Linked DNA regions of Hordeum vulgare: region 2 is linked to region 1. Evidence: chromatin contacts called from public Hi-C data. All regions are on one chromosome and are shown on one strand. Each heading gives the region's core, a stretch centred on a gene start, on an enhancer-like site or on the middle of the called end of the contact. The rest is flanking DNA. Distances are from core to core; before and after follow the strand shown.

Region 1 (7,048 bases), core at 2,882-5,381:
CCTAGAGCCTCGACCTGTATATAAAGGCGAGTCCCTGGGGAGATGTTGCAGGTTAGAAATCATCGAGAGCTAGGTCGGGCGAGTTACGCCCTCCTTGTAATCGAAACCATCATTAATCTACAGAAAGCATGACGTAGGCTTTTACCTCCACACGAGGGGCTGAACCTGTGTAAATCTGAGTCTCGCTTTCGCTCACCCCCTTTGAGCCACCACCAAGGTGCGATGGCTCCTTCATTAAGTCCTTTCACGAGGACATCTGCTGTGACAAAACAACGACACTCTATATCTCCATTGTTGTTCGTAATGCTCCATGCTCTAGCACGTACTCGCCAACTGGGCCACCGCAAGGCCGCGGGGCGGGCGGGGCAGGACGTGGGAGGCAGGAGGCGGTCGGCGGCGCTCGGGGCGTGGCAGCAGTTGGACGGGGCGGGGTTGGAGGGGGAGGCAGGAGGCGGACGGCGGCGTGGGGCGTGGAAGGAGGTGGGCGGGGCGCAACCCCGGTCATGACATTTCAGGGGCCTAGGGCGAAACTAGAATACGGGACCCTTTAATACAATCATCAAGATAATGAATATATAATATAGAATGTTACAACTGAACAACTAATTACATCAAAAATGATATCCATGTTATGTTATTTATAAATATTATTTGATGTTTTTAATTCATAGATGCAAAGTCACCAATGATGTTGTTATTTGTAGAAAAGAATAATTGATCGTCAATTTTTAATACGAAATAAACTATTAAAAATATATGAAATAATATTGATCTTTTTAGGATCAACTTATCGTTGATTCCATCTTACACAAAAGGGATTGTTGCAGCTAGAAAAAAGGGATTGCTAATTGTGCTGAACTAGTAATTTTCAATTGGAGCTGACCGTGTGACCCACGTTTACCTTCGAGAAAATCGATTGTTTTTTCTACAAAAAAAATTTCAAGCAGTGCCTTTTTTTAGGAGAAGGCACTGCTAATCCAATTGTTTCAACTAGCCTGGTGTGGCCCATCATCACTTTCTTAGAGCTCGCCCAATAGCTACCGCACAAAGAACGATACATGCTGAAGAAAGAAAAAGCCCAATGCCCACTGGCTAAGAGAAACTCTAGCAGACCCCGCATTCCGCCCTGGCCCGCAAAATAACAGCCAAAGTGCGGGTCGGGGCGGAAAAACCTGCCCGATCAGACCCCGCATCCCGCCCCCGCCCGCAAAATATTTTTGCGGGGCGCGGCAAAACTTCTCCCCCAACCTCTAGTTTCACGGGCCGGGAGGCCGACCCGAGCTCAGCCTCTATCCGCAGCAAGATTTGGCGGGAGGGACATTTCCGCGCGGCCTTTCCCGCTCCCCCTACCCGCCGTCATCATTGCCTCGCCACCGCACGCTCCGGTGCATCCTCCGCGGCCGTCCCTCACTGCCATGGACGCCTCCTTGCTCCCCCCCCCCCCCCGTCATCGTCAAGGTCGCGCACGCTCCTTCCCCTTGGGCGGATCTCATCGCTGGCCATGTTGGCCACGCCGTCGCTCAAACTAGTGTCGCGCCTGCCCGCAAGCAGCATGGCAACGTGGTCATGCCGGGCAGAAATCCAACAGCCCGCGCCGCGAAGGCTCGCGCTCCGGGCGCTAACGCTGTTGTGCGATCTCGGCCGACGGCGGAGAAGGTCACCAAGGTCGCGGGCGTCAAGAGGAAGAGGATTCCGGCACCTTCATCGCCTCACTCCATCCCGGAGAGAGATGCCCCGGCGATGCCGTTCAACGGTGTCGCTCCCTCCGCAAGCGAGATGTTCGACGAAATGGCCGGAAGGTATGCGTCTTCGGTCATGGTCATTTCCTTTCGTTTTCGCCATTTGTTGCGATAGCTCGTGACTTGTCAATCGTTCAATATATCCAAATATCGAAGAACTACACGATCTTGGAAGATCAAGCTTTGATCCAAGCATGGAGTGCGGTGTCTCTTGATGCATGCACGGGTACTTCTCAAACCGCCAAGAGATATTGACAAAGGATCGGAGATCAATACTTCCGCATTATCGCAAAGCATCCCAATAGGACTCCACGCACATGTCGGTCGCTTCAAGGGCGTTGGGAAAATATCAAGCCTATGTGTAGTCGTTGGGCAGCTTGCTTGGAGCAAGTACGCAATGCACTTCCAAGTGGGACCGTGGAATCCGACTATGTGAGTTTGTTTTTCCTTTGTCCAAGTTGTGCGTAATCATATTTGCATCATGAGAATTGATTACATCACTTTGTTCACATTGTGTAGGACAAGATTGCCCAACATAGATACAAAGACATGGAAGCTTCGGAAGGCAAATTCTTCAAACTAAAGCATTGTTGGGAGTTGCTCCAAAAGTGCGAGAAGTGGAAGTTGATCGACAAAGAATCTTTGTTGCTTGCCGAAGAGAACAAGATCATGTCAATGAACCGCGATGACATGGACGACCTCACCAAAACATGGCATGATATGGCAAGGAGAGAGATCTTGAAGAGGAGAATGGTCGCGTTGGCTGGCCAGTGTTACAGGTCCGGAGATGTTTTCTCTGCTCCATATGGTCGCAATGCCGATGAACTTCAAGATGGACTCGATGGCGCAGAGTGAAGATCGACCAAGATGATGCAAGACCCTCTTTTGCGTTTGTCGTACTGAAGTTGGCTTTTATTTGCGCGTAAAACTGTGTTATGTTTGTTTGAATTTGAACTTATTTGTTAGAACTTATGTCAAATGCGAGAATTGAGCGTTTTCTGTTTTCGGGTCGACGCGGCCGTGTCCGAACAGACCCCGCAAAAGACGACTCGTATAAAAGCATATTCGGCGAATATACTTTTATACGGGTCCGTTTGGGGGGTTTGCATCTCCGGCCGACCGAGCCAGCCCGCAAAAGCGGTTTTCCCTGAACTGCAAACGCGTTTTGGGGCCGATGGGATGCGGGGGTCTGCTAGAGTTGCTCTAAAGGAAAAGAACAATCTAGCCTTGTTCTTCGAGGAGACACATCGAACAGCTTCTTGAGTTTCATGGCGCCTCCAAGCGGTTCCCGATCTGAGTACGGTGCTCACTAATGAGTGGTGACACATACTTCTGCGGCCCCCCTGGTTTTGGGGGGCCCGGGCAGTCGTCCCCCCCCCAGGGCCGCCCCTGGCGGGGCTGGGCACTGCTAGGGAGAAGAACACCGTGGATGCTTTTTTCCCGTCATACCGGTTCGATTTGAACTGCGGGTTGATTACCTAAAATTGCAGGGCTTTTCTATAAAATGACCAAGGACGGACAGGCACAATCGATCTGTCCTTCAATAGTAGGTATAGATATAGGAGTTAAGACCTCCTATTTGTCGCGTGCTAGCGGCAAATTGTTGAACCTTCGCTGAAGGCCGCCATGAATGGACTGGGCCCATTTGGAGGTATTGAACTACACGCGAGCAAAAAAATAGGGATTTTTTGTTTGAAAAGAGCTGCCGCGCGACTCGAACTTGCAGCCTTAAGTATCGGATTAAAGTTGAACATATTCAAAAAAATACATGTTGATAATTTTCTTAATATGTGATGAACATTTTCTAATATAGAATAAACATTTGGAAAATAAAATAAATTTATGCGTTGAACATTTTTCGAATATGGATTGAACAATTGTAACTTAAATTGAACAATTTTTAGATACACATTGAACATTTGTAATATATGTTGACAATTTTCGAATACACATTGAACATTTGTAATATACGTTGAACAATTTTTAAATACTTACTGAACATTTGTGTACTACCACCGAAAGTTTTTTTGAAACATAGGGAAATACTTTATGTTCATTGAACAATTTATAATATACGATGAACATTTTATAATGTATGATGAACTTCTATGATATACTGTGAACATTTTTTAAGTATATGTTGAACTTTTTGGTAACACGCAATGAAGTTTGTGTAATATCAAGAAAATGAAGCAGTAAAAATAAAACAAAAAAGAATAAAAAGGAGAAAAAGATAAATATAAAACAGAATAAAAATAAAAATGAAAATGAAAACAAAAGAAAGAACCAGAAAAGTAAAATAAAAAAACAATACAAACAAAACACCTGATGCAACAACACATAGCATGCGCTGCCGTGCACTGTGACCCGTTGGCGGCAAATAGGAGTTGCGGGCGTTTCTCCGACGATTTGCAACCCGTTGGCGGCAAATAGGAGTTGCCCGGGAGCTCCTACCTGCCGCTCATTGCGGCAGGGACTCCTGCATCTCACAGTGCGGGCATATTTGGAAGCGCGAACAATTTCTTAAAGCATGACCATTTTTTTAGTCTTGAGAGAAAAATTTTAAAATGGAGAACAATTTCAAAAAAAACCTAAACAAATATGGAAGCGCAGACAATTTTTTAAAGTATGAACACTTTTAAAATGATAAGAACAAATTTTGAAACCGAGAAAAAATTGAATCTTTAGAACAAATTCTGAAAGTGAGAACAACTTTGGAAAATACACTGAAAATAGAAAACATTTTTTGACAACCCAAAAACAGTTTTTGAAAATCCACAACATATTTTGAAATGGAACAGAAAAGGAAAAATAATAAAAAATGAAAAACAAAAAACCGGTGCAGGGAACCTTCTAGAAGTTTTCCGAAAGCGGAAAAACCGGCTGAGAATGTTCCCAAAACTGGGGTGTTGCACCCCGGTAAATTGGGAAGCCCATTTGAAATCGATGTCCCTCCCGCTTTGTACGAAACCTACACCCCGACACCGCTTCGTAGAGAGCGCGAATAGAGTTTTTTTTCCATAATTCTAGCCCCTTGCAAGTGGACCTCCTACGTGCCGCATTCTGCGACAGGGAGTCCTTCGCTCGCACGGAGGGTCGTCCCAACTGGGCCTGCCCAGTTTTCTTTTTGACCCAAAAAACCTGATAATTTCCTTTTTAATTACTTTTCTGCTTTTTCCTTTTCTGCATATTTCTTTTTCTTTTCTTTTTTGGTTCGCTTTTTCTCTTTGAATTTGAGGCAAAAAATGGAATTCGAAGATCATTTTCTGAAACATTGAAAAAAATCTAAATTTATGAACAAAGTTCGAAGAACGACAAATTTTTGAAATTTGGAACATTTTGTTAATCAAAAACATTTTTTGACATTTATGAAAAACAATTGAACAATAAAGTAATTTAATAATTAACTAAAACTTTGATATTTGGAACATTTATTGAAAATACCAAACATATTCTTAATATAATGAACCTTTTATAAAACTAATTCTTAAAGCATGAACATATTTTGAATCTTTAGAACAAATTTTTAAACCGAGAACAATTTTGAAAAATTCTGAACAAATTTGGAAGCGTGAACAATATTTCAAATCACAGAAATTTTTTGAATCTTGAGAACAACTATTGAAACCAAGAACTATTGTGAAATATAATGAACAAATTTGGAAGCACCAACAATTATTTAAAGCACAAACATTTTTTCAGTCTTCAGAACAAATTTTTTGAAATGCAGAACAATTTTGAAAAACCGCGAAACAAATTTGGAAGCGCAAACAATTTTTTAAACCGTGAACTTCTTTTTTAAACTTGAGAACAAATTTTGAAACCAAGATTGATGTTGAAAAAGCTTGAAAAAATTCAGAAGTGCAAACAATTTTTTAAAGCAGGGACATTTTTGGAATCTTAAGAATAAAAATTTTACACGAAGAACAATTTTGAAAAACAGCAAACAAATTTAGAAGCGCGATCAATTTTGAACAATTTTTAAAGTGGAGAACAAATTTAAACGCACAAAGAAATTTTTAAAGCACTAAAAGTTTTTGAATCTTAAGAATAAATTTTAAAACCGAGAAATTTTTTGAAAAATTACGAACAAATATTAAAGCGCAACCGATTTTGTAAACATTTTTAATCCAGGACAAATTGCAAAATACCGTATATTTTTTGAAAATACAAATTATTCTTTTATAATAAGAAACATTTTCAAAAAAATTAGAACCTTTTTTGATGTAATAACTATTTAAAAAAATGGCAACTATTTGAAATTTAGAATATTTTTAAAAGCAATAAAAAATTGAATTTTAAGAACAATTGTCGAACATGATCTTATTTTATAAAAATATTAAATAACCATGGAAATAAAGAAACAGAAATCAATAAAAGAGAAGAATAAAGGAAAAAAGAAAACGAAAAAAAGAAACATAAACATAAACATAAAAACGATAAAGATGAAAAAGAAGAAAAAAAAGGAAAATAAACTGGTTCAGGGAACCTCCTTGAATGTTCCCAAAATCGGTGGCGAAGCCAACTGGGCCGGTCCAAATATGATCGGGGATATGCGGAGCCACCGCTATTTGCCGCAATATACGGCGAATGGCATTTTCCCTTTGTAAGTCGGGGGATATCGTGTAAACTTAGGCCCTATTTGGTTAAAAAGTTGTTAGATTTTTCTAGTCCCAACTAAAATGTCCTTAGTCCCTAACTTTTTGATTTGAGGGACTAAATATGGACTAGACGTTATTAAATGATCATGTTACCTCTAGTAATGGACTAGAGGTTATTAAATGACATGTTAAAAGCCAGGACACTATTGAAAAAAGTCTCTAGAAGTCCAAAAAGACTCTCCCTCAGCGTCTTCTTTCTTTAGGCCCCAAAGACCCTCATGTTTGGTTTAGATGGTACTAAAAGGGACTCTTTTAGTCCCTACACCAAAAATTTATTGTAAACAAACACCCCCTTACTCGGCCGAGGGCTCAGATCTAATATGGTTGGCCCATATTTTGATTTTTCTATACATTTCTCGCACCGGTTTTGGGCACGTTCTGTAACATTCGCTAAACTTATTTGTTATTCTATTTTTATTTTCTCAGTTCTGTTTTGGTGTTTTGGTTTTATGTTTAATTTTTTGTTCCCAAATTAGCAAACATTTATTGTATTTGGGGAACAATTTGAAATTCATTTTGGTTCTTTACTTTATTTATAGTTTCTAAATTTCGTCAACATTTTTAGAATTTGAAAATATAATTAGGAACTAATATCATTTTTTATGATCGTTTTTAAATTAATGACATTTTTTAAACTGATGAGTAACT
Region 2 (7,048 bases), core at 2,648-5,147, 630 kb after region 1:
CTTGAAGCACACAGTTCGTTGTATGCAGCTTCACCTTTTCGCGGTGATGTGTTCATGATTAAGAACTTCGGTTGCTCTTGTAGTACTAGGGGTAGTGGTGCTGCGCTCAGCGCCTATGTTTTTAACCTTGGGTATGTGCGTGTGCTGTGATAATGTGTGTTTGTATCTAGAATATGATGGATCCTTGCTTTATATATAATATGAATGAAAGCCATTTTCAATAATGCTACACGTATGAAGAATTATAGGCAAAGACTAATTCACTCTACTTCTTTCTAATCCCGCTAAGCCAACTCAACCTATAATTAATTTTGGACAACGCTAGGGAGCGGCGCCGCAGAGTCTTGCCGTGCGGCGGCTCACTTAATCACATTTCAATGCAAAAATTAGCATCCTGTTAATCGCCTATCTCTCTCATGCATGCATGCGTGCAATGATATCATTATGTATAATAAAAACTGCTACATGCATGCAATGATGTCGTCAAGATTCTTTTTGATTTTGAAATTTAAAAAGTTTTATCTACAAAACCGTTAATTCAATCGATGATCCGCTTTCACCATTGACTTTCTCTCGACGAGTTCTTAAAAATTAGATCCGATGTCAACATGTTCCGTCAACTATTTTTTTCACTCATACTTGCCACATTTTTTGACCCCACTTGTCATATTATTAACCACTTACTTGTCTGAAAAAATAACTTAATTGACACTTTTAATGTTTTTTCGTACAAAACCATGTAACAATTTTCGTTATATATGATATAAAAGCATTGTCATAGGTTGTATTTGTCAATATGCAAACTTGTCATTTTTACATGCAACTTTGCAAAAAAAACTATTTTGTGTGCTTGTTAGTTTAACTATGTTGGGTTATCATATTTATAAACGATGACAAAAAAGATTTTTTTGTAGTCACCGATTTTAAATATGTTGAGTTGTCATATTTTTGTGTGTAATCGCCTAAAAAAAGTTGTTTGTGCTTGCCATTTTAATTATGTCTAGATGTCATATTTATACGCAGTTTTCAAAAAAATTGGCGATTAAGTTATTTTTTATCAGACAAGTAAGTATTTACTAATATGACAAGTAAGTACAGCAAATGTAGTAAGTACGGGCAAAAAAAATTGTCAGAACATGTCGACATGGGATCTAGTTTTGAAGATTTCATCGAAACAAAGTCAACGGCGAAAACGGATCATCGATCGAATTAATGGTTTAAGAGATAAAAGTTTTTGAATTTCGATCATTTAAAACGAATCTCATAACATCATTGCATGCATGCATGCATGAGAAGAGATGATGCAAGCCGGGATGTCCATCATGCTGCGCTTCTAAATAAAATTTCTCATTAATTTTTGCATTTAATTCTCGGTATATGTAGCATTATTCTTTCAACTGTGGTCTGTCGATGAAAACTGAAAAGAACTTTACAAATCACTGTTTTTTACTTTCGTGCTCTTGTTTTGTAACTGTACCAAAGTGCTCTGGACACAACTTTTTTGTGGATCCGCTGTACTGATAAGGCTTTTACATTGGAGAACATCACAATCACATCAGAGTACAGAAGCAGACAAATTATACAGCAAAAAGGCCACATTACCTAGGGACAGTCAGAGTCAGTACATAGCAAGTTTTACACCGTTGCTAAATACAGGGTGCTACACCTACACTGCAAGGAGCTTGGGACAGCCACACACACAATCTCGACTAGTACAATGGGTAAATTTAGCTGTTGGTGAGCTGCATATTGGCTTCTCGTTTTATTTTCAAAAGGAGGATGTATGGGGCTCTGCATCTCGAAGGTGTATGCAACTATTTTATTAATTACTATTTTACAATGTAATACATTAGTAAATTTAAAGCCATCATCTTAATAACACCGATCATTATTTTTATCCCCGTGATGAATGAGTGTCGAATATTTAAGCCTAATACTGGATATCACATCAACACCTAACATCCAAGTCATAATACCTGGACTGGTTTATACACCGGTCCGGCGTACTTTCAGTGGGCACCACATGCGCATGCTGCAAAGGCTGTTACCTCCTTCACCCATCGATCCATCTTCAGATCAGATACTCACACATTGACCTTGCCATGCCTCTCTGCCATCAACGCCACCACAACGCCACACAACGTCGTCCTCGAGTCCATCGCCACCCATCGAACACCGAGTCTCCACTGCGCCATGCCGCCGAGATTCGCCGCCATCGATGTGTAGGATGAAGCACCGCTCCACCACCTACCAACGCCCAACCACCAAGTCGTCCTCATGTTCGTCCAACCGATGAATGTCTCCAAAGATGAAGCCCTCACGGGGGTGATGACGAAGATATTGCCATCATCCGATCCAGGAGGCCCCTCAACACCTCCAACGAGGGCTATGACACCCATGCGCGTCGCCGTCAATGGTAGCCTCCTCCAGATATGCGGTTTCCCCCGTAAACAATGAAGCGAGGGACGCCCCCATCATCGCCTCCAACGAGCAAAACGACACCCACAGGTGCCGCCGACGATGGTGGTATCCTCACCCACTTCAGCAGCTAGGCCACCATCTCCTCCTCCACTTGATCCGCTGATCCCTTTGGACCAATGATGAAGACAACCAAAGATAGAGGAGGTCATATTGCTGCGTGACCGGCGCCATGACCAAACACACGCCGTCCCGAGGCGCTCGCTCAAGATCCACCATCACAGCCATGCCTCCAAACCGCGATGAAGGGACGCCCCGCCGCCGCCATCATCCCCCCTCACGGGCTTTGCCCAGCCAGGATCCCGCAACAGTGGAAGGGGAGGCGAGTAAATTGCCAAAAACTACCACATTTGGCGCAAATGTGTCCGGTGGCTACCACTTTACGATTATCAGCGAAAAACTATCAAAAATTTGCTAATCCGTTGCTAAAAACTACCAAGATTTGTAACTGTCCATTTTAGCTCGTTTAATCGTTTTTCTAGCAAGCCGGGCCCACATGTCAGATTGACTGTTAGCCGCCCTGCTCGCGCTTCACGGCCATACCGCCGACCTCCGCGCAGCCGTTCGCCGCCGTGACCCCGTCAAGCTCGCCTCCGCAGCCCGCGCTCAGCGTCGCGCCGCCAAGGACCTTGCCGGACTCGCCGCCGCCGTCGCCCGCTGCGTGCCCGTGCATACCCACGCCACCTCCTCCTCCTCGTCCGGGGTCGAGGTAGCGCGAACCGTGGCCCAGGCCTAGATCGAGCAAGGATTCCCGCCGGCCTAGATCACGGCCATGGCCTCCCCTGTTGTGTCCCTTCTAACCACGACGCCACCCCGGTTTCGTTCCCGCCGAGAGATGAGCCGAGGAACTCCAAGACCGACGACCTCTTCTTCCTCTGCTTCCTCTCTGTCGGGCAGAGCGTAGCAGCGTCGAGCCTCGCCATCTCCGTCGGGCCGATCACATCCTCGTCGTCTCCAGCGACCCGTGGTGAGAGACGCCTCCCCTCTCGCTTTTCCCTTGTTATGCATACCGTAGTCGTCGGGTTGCGCCTGTTCGTGAGCAAGCCGCGGCCGCACCGCGCCTTGCCGCACAGCCGCACATCACCGGCCTTCACACCTGCAGTCCCTTCACCTGACCGCACAACCGCACATCACCGGCCTTCACACCTGCAGTCCCTTCACCTGGCCGCGCAGCCGCACGAGCACCCGCAACCTCGCCTTGATGCACGTGGCCACGGGCATCGGCGTCCGTCTTCCTCCAGGTAGCCGCCCTCGCCGACGCGGCCGCGGCCACGTCGTTGGCGTCCTCCTCTGCCACCTCGCCCAAGACAAGACTGACGCTGGTGGGCGGCAAGAGGCCTGCCGGCGGCGGCGAGGACACGCACAGGGACGCACGTAACATGTTCGATGTAATGCACATGAGGGTGGAGAGAGGTGGAAGAAAGGTCTGACGTGTGGGTCCTATCTGTAATAACGGTCAAAGCTAACAGTCAACCTGACCTGTGGGCCCGACTTGCCAGAAAAACAATTAAACGAGCTAAGTTACAAATCTTGATAGTTTTTAGCAACGAATTAATAAAATTTTGGTAGTTTTTCGCTGATAATCGTAAAGTGATAGCCACTGGACACATTTGCTTCAAATATGGTAGTCTTTGGCAATTTACTCGAGGGGAGGCAGAGGGGAGGGGAGTCGTACGGAAGGTGAAGGAGATCGGGTGGGATCTAGAGGGGAGGTGGAGGCGGACAGAGAACTACACATGCTCTTCTTATTTTACAAAAGACAAAGTGTCAAAAACAGAAAACACAATACTAAGACCCTGTTGGGCAACGCTCCGCAGGAGTGGAGTGCTCGGAGAGTCGATTTCTCAATTCCGTAAGACTACAATGGAGACTGCTCCGCTCCGGCCGCTCCGCCGAACTGTTCCGTTCGGCGCCGCTCCGCTCGCTCCAGCAACAGAGTTAACGAGCCGAGTGAATCCGAACAGCTCCTAAGCTCCTGAATTTGCTAGGAGGAAAAATTGCAGCCGGATCCGTCGTCCTTACCTTCAGGATTTACTAGCTCTATACATTCAGACTCCACAATGATGTCCCCAACCTGAATCTTCAGCAAAGCAGAACATCATCCTAACAAACAAAAGCCTCAACGGTGAGGAATTCAGACTCCACAATGATGTCCCCAACCTGAATCTTCAGCAAAGCAGAACATCATGCTAACAAACAAAAGCCTCAACGATGAGGGCATTTGGCATAGTACCATACCAATTTGATTCCGCACCGAATGCTCCGACAGTTCAAGGGCCATCGGATGTTAAAAGACGAGACAAGATCCATCTACGAGGAAATCTGATGGGACAATTGCAAAACGGACCTTGAAGTCTAGCTGGAATGCGCACCCATGGTCTCACTCTTTCTCTGTCCTCTCTCTTGTCAGCCGCGGTACAAATTCCTTCATGTCGCCCTCTTCCTTTTCGACCTCTTCTCTCTCTCTCTCTTTCCTGTACGTGGACGGGATCTCCAGCCTTTCCTCCCTCTACTGTAACTAAGAAGGATCTCGGGTAAAAAAACTGAGCAGACTTTGCACCAGATCATATAAAGCAACTGCGCCTATATGGTTGTGGTTACTCTCACTGTCATGCTATAGCTAATGGATGTCGATGCTACAGCGCTACATGAGTTGACGGTAAAAGTAAGATACATAAACAAAACTTTCATATTAAAAATGCCAGGGTATTAACCTGCTTTTAAAAGAACTAGTTGTCCTCGTGCGTTGCCACGGAATAATAAAAAATATACTAAAAAAATAAATAGTTGAAATGACAAATGTTTGTCGAACACGATGTCATGTAATATCCATTCACACTTGACAACATGATTCTATCTCATGCTCCTTCCTCCTGGACGACAGTTGTGCCTTCATAAAAAGAGGCAGATCCCCGCTCCTTCGTCGCTCCAAGGGGCGACACCAGGACGCCCTCAGCCCAGCCAGGAACAGATGTTCACTACCGCTCTATCATCGTCACCAATGGTCGTCGCTGACGGCAATAAAGGTCAGCTGCAAGAATCAGGCGATCACGGATCTACTTTCCTCTTTTCCATCATCCTCTTCATCCCTGACCTTCGCCTGGATGTGACATGGCACCTGGATCCATCTGCTTTCTCTCATCCCCTCCACCTCTATGTTCCTTGATCACCACTCAGATCTTTCATCCACCAACCCTACTCCTCCTAGCAATGGCAGATGAGTGTCTTTCCTAGATCTACAGCCTACATACCGCACTAGCTAGATCCGCCATGTCTTGCAAAGGACCCACGGCTCCTTGGTTGTGTCGGTGCCTTGCAACAATGTGATTCCTATTTGCTGCATATCGCCTTCTCCTATTGTGCGCTCATCCAAGTCTTGTCGCTGCCAGCATTGAGAAGTGAGGAAAAATTTTAGGGAAAAAACATATTGAAAAGACTAACAAAAGGGACAAACAAAATGACTAAGACTGTCAAAGGAGATAAGGAAAAATGGTAAAAGATTGATGAAAGGTAACAACTGTAGAACGAGAATGAAGGAAATAAACACTAATTTCTTGCAGCGAAAAATAATAATATCTAAAACTCAATTATGTGGAGGGTAAATATGGTCTCTCTTCTACATAACGTCATAACCAAAAGCTAAGAAGCAAGCTTTACCTAAAAAAAACCTAAAAAGCAAAACATGGATTGCTGAAAAAATAGGAGGTTCGCATTTCCCTGAGTACAACCCCGTTATATTATGCCCCTCTCCAAAATTAACCCAAACATGAGCTGATAATCTAGAACAACATTATCCTGGGAGTGACTATTTATTTTTAGCTGAGCCATATTCAGAACCACACATCATGGTAGTATTGTCATGTTTGAACCTTTTTTACATTTGATGTAGAATTCGCATTTTTTTGGCCAAATGTAGCCTTTTGACAGAGACCAAAATAATAGAGAATGATATATTTTCTGTTTTGCATTATTTACACACCAAACACAGAACAAAAAAAAAGTTAATAAGGTCAAACACTTTCTGCTCTACAAGCTGCAGTTCAGAAAAGATCAGCAAGTTAATATATAGATAGACCACATCAGTCTACCTAACGTGCATTCATCAACAAAGCTGAATTATTTTACTTGGATAGGTAATCAAACAAGTATTTTTAGCTAATGGTCGTTAACTATAGAGATTGATTATACAGTAACAAAGATTCTTCAAAGCATGCTAAAAACAGAAATCCCTTACTTCTGAACAAATCACATAAAGAACTGTGGGATTACTCCTTGCATTTCCAACATCATATCTGCAAAACCAAACATACAGAAATTTGTTGGGTAACACTTGGGAACTCACACATTCCCGCACAGAAAGCCTAATTTATCATTGGAATCAAACAAGAATGCTCAATGAAAACAACAGGAAGAGGTTGGACAAAAATGCTCTGTAAAACGACCATGGGAGATCCGTGCCAAAGAACGGATGAATTTCATATATTTTCTGTTTTGCATTATTTACACACCAAACACAGAACAAAAAAAATAGTTAATAAGGTCAAACACTTTTTACTCTGCAAGCTGCAGT

The links. A called contact is a pair of places that touch in the nucleus more often than the background predicts.
Region 2: a Hi-C map of leaf shows a contact between it and region 1, with 2.6 times the contacts expected there. The contact joins two enhancer-like sites. A contact is called at or near these places in 2 of 6 Hi-C or Micro-C datasets (leaf and seedling).

What each region holds. Positions count from the first base shown.
Region 1 is chr6H:165,465,005-165,472,052 of MorexV3_pseudomolecules_assembly, forward strand. No RefSeq gene overlaps it. Among protein-coding and RNA genes, the nearest start is that of LOC123404370, 310 kb to the left of the region's middle. Within about 2 kb of position 4,132, at least 2 of the 3 cell types and tissues checked have open chromatin away from gene starts, as enhancers often do. A contact at or near this core is called in leaf, where this site is marked.
Region 2 is chr6H:166,093,569-166,100,616 of MorexV3_pseudomolecules_assembly, forward strand. No RefSeq gene overlaps it. Among protein-coding and RNA genes, the nearest start is that of LOC123404715, 110 kb to the left of the region's middle. Within about 2 kb of position 3,898, at least 3 of the 3 cell types and tissues checked have open chromatin away from gene starts, as enhancers often do. A contact at or near this core is called in leaf, where this site is marked.